4 separate regions of the Mus musculus genome follow, and all the other regions are linked to region 4. The links are chromatin contacts, called in public HiChIP or PLAC-seq and promoter capture Hi-C maps. All regions are on one chromosome and are shown on one strand. Each heading gives the region's core, a stretch centred on a gene start, on an enhancer-like site or on the middle of the called end of the contact. The rest is flanking DNA. Distances are from core to core; before and after follow the strand shown. Region 1 overlaps Gm35466 (a long non-coding RNA gene). Region 2 overlaps Acsf3 (acyl-CoA synthetase family member 3). Region 3 holds the start of C230057M02Rik (a long non-coding RNA gene). Region 4 holds the start of Aprt (adenine phosphoribosyl transferase).

Region 1 (2,994 bases), core at 60-2,559, 250 kb before region 4:
CCAACCTCAACCTTAAAATACTCTATCCATTGATTTTATCTGAATGGGTGTTTTGCCTGCATGCCTGTGGCTGGCCTTTAGAGTGACAAGCCCAGCACCTGCATTCAGACCCATCAATAGCCGTGGGGTGGCTGGCATCAAAGTGGAGTCCCTCCACGGTGGCATCTGAAGACTCTCTCCCCATCAGCCTGGCCCTGGTAGGGCCACCTTTCTAGGGCTTGGCCTGTTGGTATCCTGCTTCTGTGATTGGTTCCTGCCTCTTTGGTGCCATGCTGGCTCCTGTGGCAACCCCAGGTGTGTGCCCCCTAGGAATACCGTGTGACCCTCCCTGTCCTGGGCTCCGAGGTCCACAGTGGCTTCCCAGGCAGGCAGTGAGAAGGGTCAGCAGTTTCAGTCCAGGTGAGCTAGGACGAGTCTGGGCAGTTAGACACTGTGCTCTGCCACATGTGTCTCCCTTGGGGAGAACCCAGTTTTATCTCCTTTATGCTCTACACCACAGACAAATCTCACTCGAGTTATTCCCCTATAAATCTTCTATATAAGTCCATGTTCCTGTAAAGGGGGGAGGTATGGGGACAAGCATGGGAAGGGCGGGAGGAAGGAAAGGAAGAACAGAATAGCCACGAGGGCCATCCTGGAGAAGGCCAGCCTGGGCTACACAGTGAGACCTTGTCTCATCCCTTCCCCAATATAATTAACCAATTAATTAAAAATGCACTGGGTCTGAAGGGGTCGTATAGGAAGCTACTCAAGAGGCAGAGACAGGAGGATTACTAGCCTGGGCAACTTAGATACTGTGTCAAATTAAACTAACAAAGGGCTGGGGCCTTGTCAGTGGTAGAGAAGACTAGCCCAGTGCACATGAGACCCTGGGTTCACCAGCAGGAAAAAAAAGTGTGGAACATTTCAGATCTACACACAGAGAGGCTGGGTGGAACAGGCAGGAACCAGTAGACTGGCTGCTGCTACCCCTGCAGGCTCCTGTGTCCCCGAGGGCTGCCAGTCCCAGTGCCACAGGGGCTAGGACAGGTTGCTGGGATGTTGGCTTCGGAGCTCCAAACCTCTGGCTTTGCGTATAATCACCGTCTCCCCAGCTCTGGTACCGGCTGAATAAGCCCTCCCACCAGATGGGGCACCTATGCAGTCAGAGCCCAGCCTTGAGCTTGCTTGGCTTCCCGTGTGCCCTAGCTGGGGCCAGAAAAGTCCACAAATTATAACTGGCTTCTTCACTCAGTATCTGCTCAGGAGACAGCCTCAACTCAGAGGTTCCTGCCATGCCCACTAGCAGCAGCAGGGGGCAGTGTGGCTCCAGGGACACAGTAGAGGAAGTATCTGGTCCTGTGGCTTCCCCTGTCATTAGACCAGGGCTGAGCGGTTGGGGATGGGCTCTTTCATGTGCTGTCTCCACCTGAGTCACACTTGCCCCCCTAAGTTTCAGGCACGGAGGCCCCACATCTGCCCTGTGGCCCTTGCTTATGGATCTGCCTAACCTGATCTTCCTGCTCCATCAGCTCCAGTCCAGAGTCTTTCTTCTGACACAGGTAACCTGGCCGTGTAGGTCAGTCCCCTGTCTTACTGTGATCTAACTGTAATGTGGCAGGGTGTGTGTGTGTGTGTGTGTGTGTGTGTGTGTGAGAGAGAGAGAGAGAGAGAGAGAGAGGGAGAGAGAGAGAGAGAGAGAAAGAGAGAGAGAGAGAGAGAGAGAGAGAGAGAGAGAGAGAATGAGAGATCTGGAAGCCAGTACAGGCAAGCAAACAAACCATGAGCCAGGTCAGAGGTGTCTGGTGAGCAGGGTTAGCCTCCAAAGAGACACAGGTTTTTGTTTTGTTTTGTTGGGGTGGCGGGGGTGGCACACTTTCCCTGTGTAGCCCTGGCTGTCCTGGAATGCTCTCTGTAGACCAGGTTGGCCTCAAATTCACAGAGATCCTCCTGCCTCTGCTTCTGGGTGGTTGGACTAAAGGTGTGTGCCACTACCACTTGGCTAAGGGACATAGTTTTGTTTGTTTGTTTGTTTGTTTGTTTTTCGAGACAGGGTTCCTCTGTGTAGCCCTGGCTGTCCTGGAACTCACTCTGTAGACCAGGCTGGCCTCCAACTCAGAAATCCACCTGCCTCTGCCTCCCAAGTGCTGAGACTAAAGGTGTGCACTACCACTGCCCCTCGGGACATAGTTTTATGGTGTTTTTCCTTTGGACCTCCAGGCTGTGTTTCATGGGAAAGTGATCACCAGGAGAGGCGGCTGCCTCTTCATCTCCACCCCTTCCAGCTGTGGCCTGTGGGAGCTGAGCTTGGGTGAGAAACCAGGTCAGCCTCCCTGGGGACAGGTGAGTCATCTTAGACCAGATCCAGAAAGGCAGATGGGAGGTGGGTGGCTTCTTCCCAGCAAGCAGAGCCAGGGGCTGTGAGTCTGGCCCTTAGCAGAGGGGGCCTGCCTCACTTCACAAAAGCCCCTCCCCAGCGAACTACAGGTCTCACTGATGCACAGCTGTGTAGTGGTGGGGCCATTTCAACTTGGAGTGCCTGCCCACTATCCTCACTCCAGGGCCTTCCCTCCCTTATAGCCACTCTGTCCTTCATCCCCTCAGTCTCATGCTGGGGTCAAGGAAGAGAGGGAGAGGACAGGGGTGCAGAGGGCAGGGGTGCAGGGGTGCAGAGGGCAGGGTTGCAGAGGGCAGGGGTGCAGAAGGCAGGGGTGCAGAAGGCAGGTACTTACCCACACCCCTTGGTTTAGCCGGAATTGGTTCTGGTGACTTCCTGGGAGAAGACAGGGTGAGCTGAGAGCCTTGAGTCAGGTTCAGTGGGGCAAGAATAGGACCTAGAGCTGGGGATACCATGGGGTGCACAGTGGCTGAGCTGCTGCTCCCGTGGTTTCCAATCTAGTTAGTGTGTTGGCCATGACAAGGGCCGTGTCCACAGGCAACTGGATCTCATGGGGGCTGCACGGTCAAGGGCTGGAGGCAGCTGGAGCACTGACAGGGGACCTGGGGCAGAGGGTG
Region 2 (3,018 bases), core at 280-2,779, 220 kb before region 4:
GTGGTTGTGTGTATCTGTAATGCAAGCATGTGGTTATCTGTATCTGTAATGCAAGCATGTGGTTGTGTGTATCTGTAATGCAAGCATGTGGTTATGTGTATCTGTAATGCAAGCATGTGGTTATGTGTATCTGTAATGTAAGCATGTGGTTATGTGTATCTGTAATGCAAGCATGTGGTTGTGTGTATCTGTAATGCAAGCATGTGGTTATGTGTATCTGTAATGCAAGCATGTGGTTATGTGTATCTGTAATGTAAGCATGTGGTTATGTGTATCTGTAATGCAAGCATGTGGTTATGTGTATCTGTAATGCAAGCATGTGGTTGTGTGTATCTGTAATGCAAGCATGTGGTTATGTGTATCTGTCATGCAAGCTTGTGGTTATGTGTATCTGTAATGCAAGCATGTGGTTATGTGTATCTGTAATGTAAGCATGTGGTTATGTGTATCTGTAATGCAAGCATGTGGTTATGTGTATCTGTAATGCAAGCATGTGGTTGTGTGTATCTGTAATGCAAGCATGTGGTTATGTGTATCTGTAATGCAAGCTTGTGGTTATGTGTATCTGTAATGCAAGCATGTGGTTATGTGTATCTGTAATGTAAGCATGTGGTTATGTGTATCTGTAATGCAAGCATGTGGTTATGTGTATCTGTAATGCAAGCATGTGGTTGTGTGTATCTGTAATGCAAGCATGTGGTTATGTGTATCTGTAATGCAAGCTTGTGGTTATGTGTATCTGTAATGCAAGCATGTGGTTATGTGTATCTGTAATGCAAGCTTGTGGTTATGTGTATCTGTAATGCAAGCATGTGGTTATGTGTATCTGTAATGTAAGCATGTGGTTATGTGTATCTGTAATGCAAGCATGTGGTTGTGTGTATCTGTAATGCAAGCATGTGGTTATGTGTATCTGTAATGCAAGCATGTGGTTGTGTGTATCTGTAATGCAAGCATGTGGTTGTGTGTATCTGTAATGGAAGCATGTGGTTATGTGTATCTGTAATGCAAGCATGTGGTTATGTGTATCTGTAATGCAAGCATGTGGTTATGTGTATCTGTAATGTAAGCATGCAGCAAGATGAGAGTTGAGGGCAGGAGGATTCTTGCAGGCTTAAGGGCCAGCTATCTTGCTATAAATGCCAGTGAACAAAAAGTCCTGCAAGATGGAGACAAGGAACAACAACTGAGGAGTTCCTCTGGTCTCCACATGCATGCCATGGCATGTGCACCCCCGTACACATATAAAAACCTAGCATGTGCAGGATTGTGGGGAGCAATAGCCCAGCGGTGGAGCATTTGCTGAGTAGGTGTGGGTCCTGGATTTGACCCCTAACATTGCAAAACTGCAGATTCCAAACACGGAACAGAACCTGTTGATGGTGGCACGTGAAGCAGCCCGTCCCCTCCAGGAACCATTTGAGCAGTTCTCAAATATGCTGCATCATAACAGCAGGCTCCTCCCATGCACTGACCTTAGAGACAGAGATCCTTAGTTGCAGAAGAAAACCTCAAATCAATATGTATCAAAATGACTCATCAAGACCCAAGTCTGGAAACACCTCGTGTTGGTCAGTTTTTCATGGCTGTGACAAGCTTCTAAGAGGACAACTAAAGGACAAAGGAGTTGTTCTGCCTCGTGGTTCCCGAGGCTTCGTGGTCCAGGGTCACCTTGCTCCTCACTTCTGGACCTGTGATGAGGCGTCCGTCCCAGTGGGAGCTGAGTGGAGCGGGGCTGTCCACCTTATGGTGAGCAGGAAGCAGAGGGGAGGAGCTGGGAGAGCTCCCCCTTCGTGACTCGTTCCCCCCAAACTGGCTCTATCTCCCAGAATGCCATCCTGCCAAGATTCCATCAGGGGCTGGTTCTACTGATGTGATCAGAGGCCTCAGGGTCTACAAACTTTCTAAAGCCCATCCGCTGTCATCCATCCCCCCCCAACAGATCCTTCTGAAGACACCTCAGACTCAAATCACCACGCAAAACAAATGTCTCATAAATAGCAATTAGTGAACGCCCACCTCATGGAACATCTCTTTGCAGCAAAAAAGGAACACACATCACATCTGGCTGTGTTAGGGCTTTGATTCTAGTGTGACTCCCCAGGGTTCTACCACCTGATGTCTGGGAGGAAGCAGGACTTTAATGGAGCGCAGGGCTGGGGGCTGGAAGGAACCTCTCTCCATGGTCAAGGCTCTGGTTGCTGTCGATGGACTCTACAGATGCAGTAACCCCACAGCACAGTCATTTCAGGCCTCTTGCCCACCCAGGAATCCTCACATCCCAGTAATGCCATCTGACTAGTCACCAGCTGTGTTGGTGCCATCCCTGACATCGATCAGTGTGCAGCTACTTTACCGCACCCCACCTTCCCTCTCAGATACCCCCCTAGGGACCCTGCTGAGTTCTAACATCTCAGAGCAGCCCAGCTTGGCAGTAAACATCACCTGTATGATACTCACTGCACGGGTCCTATCCAACTGGAACAGAATAACACGTACAGCTAACTCAGTAACAGAAGGCTTGGCTCTAGGCAGGAGCACTGCATTCTTCCTGTGGCTAGAAAGCCAGTCAGTGTAACCTTACCACGTGTGACTTTAGGATCTAGTGAGAAGTCAAACATGGTGAAGCCAAGCTCCTTCCACAGCCAGCTATACAATGACACCTGAAGACCCCCTGCCCCACACAGCAAATTGCTGCCTGGCTCATACAGTGGGCAGGCAGCAGGCCTGAGGATCTTTAACCAGGGCCTCACCATGAATCTTAATCTCAGCTTCCATACAATAAGAATACATATTCCCAGGCCAGTGGCATGAACTAGAAGCACACCAGCTTATTAACACTGAGACACACGTCTGCCTCTCCCCCAGTCTCAGCAGGCTGCATTTCTGAATCATGGCTCATCTGCCATGGTAACCTGGGTTTTGAAACATGGATGCTATGGGCTCCTGAGGATGTGCAGCATCACCCCACGGTGCCACACCAGCTTTCCTGAGACCAGCAGCTATCACAGCATCAGC
Region 3 (2,958 bases), core at 77-2,576, 180 kb before region 4:
TTCTGTGCTATTCAAAGGAACAGGAACTGCCAATACCATAAAGCAAGGTAGGAGGTCATGGGGATGCCTTTCCCATTTAGCTCTGAATGTACACAGCATTCTTGCTGGTGGACAGACTGCATACTCTCTAGGCTGCCCAGCTATGGAGGGGAGATCCTGACTACACCACTGTCACAGGACAGGGAGAACTCCAGGAAGCTGAGGGGCTTGGGGAACTTGCAGGCACACATGGGAATATTGGACATTGGTACCTATTTGAATTAGAGCACCTTTGCTGGACTTAGACTTGGGGTGTGGGTGTGAACCAGGAGGGGATGGCTCCTGATCTTTATTTTTGGGGTGTTTCAAGGGTGTTTGAAGCGAAGGTTAGGTCAATTACTCCAGAATAAAGTACATGGCTGGAAAGGGGGAATTGTCCCCCCAAACCCTAACGACATAATGCCCGAAAATGCAAAAGGCCAGAAAAAACAGGTACAGCCTGGTCTAAAGTGAAAGACACAGCCTGGTCAAACAGACATGCATCCCCAAGATGGCTAAGGCTTGGAGAAGACAGTGGAGTAGACCAAGGGGAAGGGCTGTTTGTAGGCTGGCCTCACACAGCTGACATGGCCTGGTCCTGTGTGCATCCTTCCTGCCTTTGTTCTCACCTCACAGGAGAGCTGGTGAGTGTGGGTAAAGGTGAGAGTGGGGGAGTCGTGGGTGGGTACTCGTTCAGGAGGGACAGAGTCCAGGTCTTTCCTTTCCTCTATCCCCTCTCAAAGGGAGCATCTCTTAGGACTGGTCCCAATTCCAGGCTCAAACCAGAGAAGAAATACCACAGAGAAGGCAAATGGCCCCAAGAGAAGGCCTCGCTGCCCTGAGGTAGCCAGCTGGAGTCTAACCACCTTCCTCTTTTCCTATCTTCTGCTCTCAACCTTGGGCTGGTCTTGGCTCTCATGTCCTTTGGGGACCTCTTCTGGCCTCTCCAGACTTACTTAGATCAGGACTTGAAGGTGCAACCAAAATACCCATTAATCTCTGTGCTGAGGCAACAGGACACTTGGCCAGCAAGCAGGCCACGTCCGACTCCTTAGCGTGGGCTCCAGAATTGGTTTCAAAAATCAATATCCTTCTAGGAATGGGCACCAGGGGCTGGATGCGGTCATCGCAGCACGGTCCATTTGGGGTGTCCGGCGCTATGAAACAATGATGAAGAAGATGACCGGCTAGGCAAGGTTCGGGACAGCTGACACCAGAGCATGCTTGGAAAGACCAAGCCAGTTACAAGGTGTACCCAATCAGGAGGCTCCAAAATGTGACACGGATTTGCGTTTTCTTTTGATTCCTTCCTGGTGGTTTTACGTAAGAGGCAGCGCGTTGGGGCCAGGAAGGGACGGAACCATGGGGCTGGGTTTACACCAGTTATGCGAAGCCCCTCCGCTCTGCCCCCGCCTGCGAGGGGCTTTCTTGGCTGGGTCTGTTCCTGACAGAAGGGAAGCGAGTTGTGGGGGTGGGGGGGCTTGGCATGTGTGTGTGTGTGAGTGTGTGTGTGTGGTGTGTGTTTAAAATACAGAAAAAAAAAAGAAGCATGGCTTTCCTCAGCTGCAGAGGCGGGCCGGGTTCTGTCGGTGCCAAGTCCCTCAGAGCGGGCACTGTGGGGACACGGGAGGCACAAGAAGGCTGCAGAGGTGAGGGACGGGTGTGGAGAAAGATGGACGCTTGCCATCTCGAGCGCCAGCGGCTGCACGAGGCCAGACCCCACGAACAAAACCCACGGCAGATCTCTGGCAACCCATGTTAGGAGGCAGAAGACAGTTGGCAGCGATGCGGCACAGAGGGCAGCCTGGGAGCGGGCGGATGTAGCCAAGGCCAGCACGGAACAGGTAAGGATGGGGTGGGGCTCGCTAAAGTATAGGCAGCTGGTATCTGTGTTTGGGGTACCTGTGGGGGCCACGTCAGATATGGGTGCGGGTACTGTGTCAAGAAAGCTTTCCGAGGGCCAGTTCTGAGGGAGTCTGTCTGCCTAGTGTCCAGAGCATCTCTGGGTAACCTCTGGGCCCCTTAATATGTCTTGGTGCCCGCTGCTTGCTTATGTGTGCTTCGCTGGTATTCTAAAGATGTGGGGTGGGTTGGCCTGAGTGGACCATCTGGAATTGTGAATACAGCAGCCGCGTCCCATGGTGGTCCCGTGGCTGCATCATCTCCGCTGATGTCCGTCCTCCCAGGGATGGCCCTCTCTGCACTGATCACACCAGGTCCCCTGACCATGAAGGGACAGATCTGTTTCCTTTTTGAAGGTGGGTTAGGGTGGGCTGGGGCTGGGCTGGAAGGTCCTGGAGCATCCAGCACCGCACTCTCTCAGTTTTCTCAGAGCCCCCCATCCTTACCCACAGCCAGGCTTGGCACCTCGGTGCCTGTGTGCAGATCAATGGGACTGGAGCCAAATGCTGTCAAAGGGATCCGGGTGCCAGTGCCAAGGAGCCAGCTGCTGAGGGCACGGGTGGGGTGGGCTCTGGAGGGGAGGAGCGTGTGGCTGGGTATTTCCTAACAGCTCCAAGGACAAAGCTCACTCCCTTCCTAGTGGTCATAGGCTAGTCAAAGAGGGTGGGGCTGAGGGATGGGGACATTCCATCTGGTATGGCATGGGTGGTCCCAGGTGGCCAGTGTAGGGCAGGCAAAGCTATGGGCACTGTCCTTGTGCCCAGGTACCCTTCCTTAAGCGAGGTCCCAGGCAAACATAGAAATCCAATTTCTTCCTTTTCCCTCCCATCATTCCTTTCCTTTCTTCTCCATCTCTAGCAAAGGCTGGCAAGGGGCTCCGGGATCAATGCCTCAGGCTGGTGGGATAGCAAGAGGATCAGTACGGTTATATTGTCACTGGGGCCACTCTGTTCCAGTGTAATGCTCTAGGAAGTCACTTTAATCCCAGAAAGGTGTCTCTCTCGAGGTCTGGTCACTTGGGTAAGCAAAAACATTAGC
Region 4 (3,204 bases), core at 548-3,047:
TACAAACAAAAGACAAAGACAGCACCTTTTCCAGTCAAGGTGGCATCTGCACTGCCCCATGGAGATGGGAAGATGACAGCCTAAGTTTCTGGCCCTGGCTCAGGGCAGTATGGGGCCACTTCTGTAACCTGCCACCTCTCATATGCTCCACATAATCTCCAAGACCCTTTCTCTGAAGGCTCATGGACAAGTTTTCACATCTGTGCAGTAACTGCAGAGCCAAGGTTGAGCTGTAACGGTTGGGAAATGATGGTGAAGAGACTGAGAGGAAGAATAAAGGAACAGGAGGGGGTTAGCTCTGGTAGCCCCAAGTCTATTTTTGGGTTGGTTTGAGACAGGGTTTCTCAGTGAGGTGCTGGCTCTCCTAGAACTCACTCTGTAGGACAGGCTGGCCTTGAACTCAGAGATCTGCCTGCCTCTCTTGGGAGTGCTGGGATTAAAGGCGTGCGCCATCATGAGACCACCTATCCTGGTCTTTTGTTTGTTTGTTTGTTTTTATTTTTTTCAAGGCAGGGTTTCTCTGTGTAGTCCTGGCTGTCCTGGAACTTACTTTGTAGACCAGGCTGGCCTTGAACTCAGAGATCCACCTGCCTCTGCCTCCCAAGTGCTGGGATTAAAGGCGTGCGCCACCACCGCCCGGCATATCCTGGTCTTTAAAATCGAGATTATGATGGGAGACTGTGTGTTAGATCTCCACGTACCTGTTGCATGAGCTTTCCCTGGGGATTCAGAAACAGATGCCCCAGATACGATTCCAGTGAGAGCCTAAAGTAACCATCGTGTCCAATGAGTTCACTGCCTACAAGAACATGAATGACCCCCAGAGCAGCTGCATCAACCAAACGGAAAAGTCTCGGCCCAGCATAGATGACAAGTTCCTAATAGATTCATAACGGAGCTTCCCTTTAGTTAACCTTCCTCCATGTGAGTGTGTGTGTGTGTGTGTGTGTGTGTGTGTGTGTATTCTAGTGCCTCCAGAGACCACATCAAATGGAAGAATGCAGCTCACGGGCTCACAGGAAGGTCCAAGAAGGAATGTTTAGAATCCATTGGACCCTCCCCACACCCTCTCCTTTGATGGAGCATGGGCCAATTTGGAGGATATCTTTTGAGTAATTGCAACTGCACTGAAGATGATAATGGCCATTATACTCAGAGGACAGTCTTCCACACCACTACCTATAGACCCAGGTACTGTGCTGGGAAGGTAGAACCCCAGTTCTGTCTCTGGCTATCAGGACCTTCTGGTCCCCACCCCAAAACGAGGAGGGCACATTCTGTTGCAATGCACAGGAGTGTCTGTGGTCTCAGAGAAGGCATTCCTTACCCGCCCTGCTACCCTGCTTTCCCCTGCGCTCTAGCCCACACACAGTGCACTCCCACCTCTGGACCTAAGACTATCCATCAGCTCCCTTCCGGGCTAATTCCAGGAAAGCAGGGGCTGAATCTCAGGCCCCTTGTACTATGCGCGAGGGAAGGAACGCAAGGCCAAACCACTCCAGCGGACCTGGGCAAGACCCGTCCCTGCTCCCCCAGGTCCAGAAGACTAGCCCCTGGAAAAGCAGGACTGAAAAAGCGTGTGTGGGGCAAAACCAAAAAAGGATGGACATCGCACATCCCCTTTCCACCCATATATCTTTGAGGTAGGGATGCTTGTGTTTAGGCAGCTCAAGAAATCTAACCCCTGACTCAGGCCCCACACACACCTCGCAGAGGCCCCGCCTCTCAGCCTGTCCCGCCCCTCGTGCTAGACCAACCCGCACCCAGAAGCCCCGCCCATCGAGGACGCTCCGCCCTTGTTCCCCCCGGGATTGACGTGAGTTTAGCGTGCTGATACCTACCTCCTCCCTGCCTCCTACACGCACGCGGCCATGTCGGAACCTGAGTTGAAACTGGTGGCGCGGCGCATCCGCAGCTTCCCCGACTTCCCAATCCCGGGCGTGCTGTTCAGGTGCGGTCACGAGCCGGCGAGGCGTTGGCGCTGTACGCTCATCCCCCGGCGCAGGCGCGTAGGCAGCCTCGGGGATCTTGCGGGGCCTCTGCCCGGCCACACGCGGGTCACTCTCCTGTCCTTGTTCCCAGGGATATCTCGCCCCTCTTGAAAGACCCGGACTCCTTCCGAGCTTCCATCCGCCTCTTGGCCAGTCACCTGAAGTCCACGCACAGCGGCAAGATCGACTACATCGCAGGCGAGTGGCCTTGCTAGGCCGTGCTCGTCCCCCACGGTCCTAGCCCCTATCCCCTTTCCCCCTCGTGTCACCCACAGTCTGCCCCACACCCATCCATTCTTTCTTCAACCTCTGACACTTCCTCCTTGGTTCCTCACTGCCTTGGACGCTTGTTCACCCTGGATGAACTATGTAGGAGTCTCCCTTCCCTGCTAGGTACCCTAAGGCATCTGCCCTCGGTGCTTGTTCCTAGAGACGAACTCTGCTCTGTCCTTGTGTCCAGAACCAGGCCTCCCTCTTTTAGGGCACAAAGCTGGCCAGCATCCTGACAGCAGGCTGGGAGACCCTGGAACCTCCAGATGACGGACATCCTTGCTTAGGGGTAGCCTCTGGGATGAACTAGATACTAAAAATTAGGTAACCTTGGTTGGGCGTGGCGTGCCTGGGCAGACCTCAAGCCTGGTAGCTTCAGGGGCTGTTTCTCCCCAGGACTACACCGGGGCATCTTTCTCTTGTTCCCTCACACAAGCTTGTGTTAAACAACTGCTGTCTACCTGGCTCCATGCCTGAGCTTCAGAAACACCCTAGGACAGCTGAATGTCCACCAGGAGTGTCCAGAGGGAGGGTGGGCACCCCAGAGAACAGAGTGGCCCTGGTAAGTGCTCAGGGACCACAGACTTTTGCCCACTTCACTTCCTATTGGTACCCCTGGCCATGCTCCAGAAATTAGGGCATGTATGTATCCTTCCCACGACAGCTAGATGCTGCATTTGAAAGGTGGCAAGAGCCACCATAGGTGGCCCTGAGCTGTTCAGAAGGCAGGTAGGATCCCCAAGGCTGAGATGATGAGTTGATGGCTACCCAGTAGCCATCAACGTTCTTCTAGCCGTAGTCAGCAAGACCTAGTGTTCCTAGCAAGTGTTGACCTCGCCCATACTTGGCCTCTAGATTCCCATGCCCCTCAGCTCCATCCCACAACCTTCCCTCCTTACCCTAACAGGTCTAGACTCCAGGGGCTTCCTGTTTGGCCCTTCCC

What was found. Promoter capture Hi-C pulls out the DNA fragments that hold promoters and counts their contacts. HiChIP or PLAC-seq counts read pairs in DNA pulled down with a chosen protein or histone mark.
Region 1: an H3K4me3 HiChIP or PLAC-seq map of bone marrow-derived macrophages shows a contact between it and region 4, with 5 times the contacts expected there. The contact joins the enhancer-like site here to the promoter of Aprt in region 4. A contact is called at or near these places in 16 of 39 promoter capture datasets (the 3T3-L1 cell line, the C10 cell line, HPC-7-derived erythroid cells and 10 more), 3 of 15 datasets of contacts at CTCF or cohesin (embryonic stem cells, large pre-B cells and pro-B cells), 3 of 484 Hi-C or Micro-C datasets (nephron progenitors and uterus), 35 of 115 datasets of contacts at active chromatin or transcription factors (the 230-238 cell line, the NIH/3T3 cell line, the SCID.adh cell line and 26 more) and 4 of 9 other capture datasets (adipose tissue, embryonic stem cells, liver and 1 more).
Region 2: a contact with region 4 is called in an HNF4G HiChIP or PLAC-seq map of pancreatic cancer cells. The contact joins the enhancer-like site here to the promoter of Aprt in region 4. A contact is called at or near these places in 7 of 39 promoter capture datasets (cranial neural crest, erythroid cells, hematopoietic stem and progenitor cells and 3 more), 1 of 484 Hi-C or Micro-C datasets (nephron progenitors), 14 of 115 datasets of contacts at active chromatin or transcription factors (the SCID.adh cell line, acute myeloid leukemia, cardiomyocytes and 10 more) and 4 of 9 other capture datasets (adipose tissue, embryonic stem cells, liver and 1 more).
Region 3: a contact with region 4 is called in a promoter capture Hi-C map of stem cell-derived epiblast-like cells, with 2.6 times the contacts expected there. The contact joins the promoter of C230057M02Rik here to the promoter of Aprt in region 4. A contact is called at or near these places in 12 of 39 promoter capture datasets (the 3T3-L1 cell line, cranial neural crest, embryonic stem cells and 7 more), 4 of 115 datasets of contacts at active chromatin or transcription factors (embryonic stem cells, epiblast stem cells and pancreatic cancer cells) and 2 of 9 other capture datasets (adipose tissue and pancreatic islet).

What each region holds. Positions count from the first base shown.
Region 1 is chr8:122,828,901-122,831,894 of GRCm38.p6, reverse strand. Gm35466 (a long non-coding RNA gene) reads right to left here. Exons shown (of 3, transcript XR_388150.3): 1 at 2,712-2,994. Among named protein-coding and RNA genes, the nearest start is that of Gm35466, 7.0 kb to the right of the region's middle. Within about 2 kb of position 1,309, at least 33 of the 459 cell types and tissues checked have an H3K27ac peak or open chromatin away from gene starts, as enhancers often do. A contact at or near this core is called in the SCID.adh cell line, T-cell acute lymphoblastic leukemia, bone marrow-derived macrophages and 1 more, where this site is marked.
Region 2 is chr8:122,798,067-122,801,084 of GRCm38.p6, reverse strand. All of the region lies in intron 6 of Acsf3 (acyl-CoA synthetase family member 3), which reads right to left. Among named protein-coding and RNA genes, the nearest start is that of Gm35466, 24 kb to the left of the region's middle. Within about 2 kb of position 1,529, at least 2 of the 459 cell types and tissues checked have an H3K27ac peak or open chromatin away from gene starts, as enhancers often do. A contact at or near this core is called in pancreatic cancer cells, where this site is marked.
Region 3 is chr8:122,751,018-122,753,975 of GRCm38.p6, reverse strand. C230057M02Rik (a long non-coding RNA gene) reads left to right here and starts at 1,326. Exons shown (of 4, transcript XR_001778694.1): 1 at 1,326-1,862.
Region 4 is chr8:122,575,500-122,578,703 of GRCm38.p6, reverse strand. Aprt (adenine phosphoribosyl transferase) reads left to right here and starts at 1,797. Exons shown (of 5, transcript NM_009698.2): 1 at 1,797-1,951; 2 at 2,083-2,189; 3 at 3,169-3,204. The coding sequence starts at 1,872. It overlaps Galns (galactosamine (N-acetyl)-6-sulfate sulfatase), which reads left to right. Exons shown (of 14, transcript NM_016722.4): 14 at 1-467.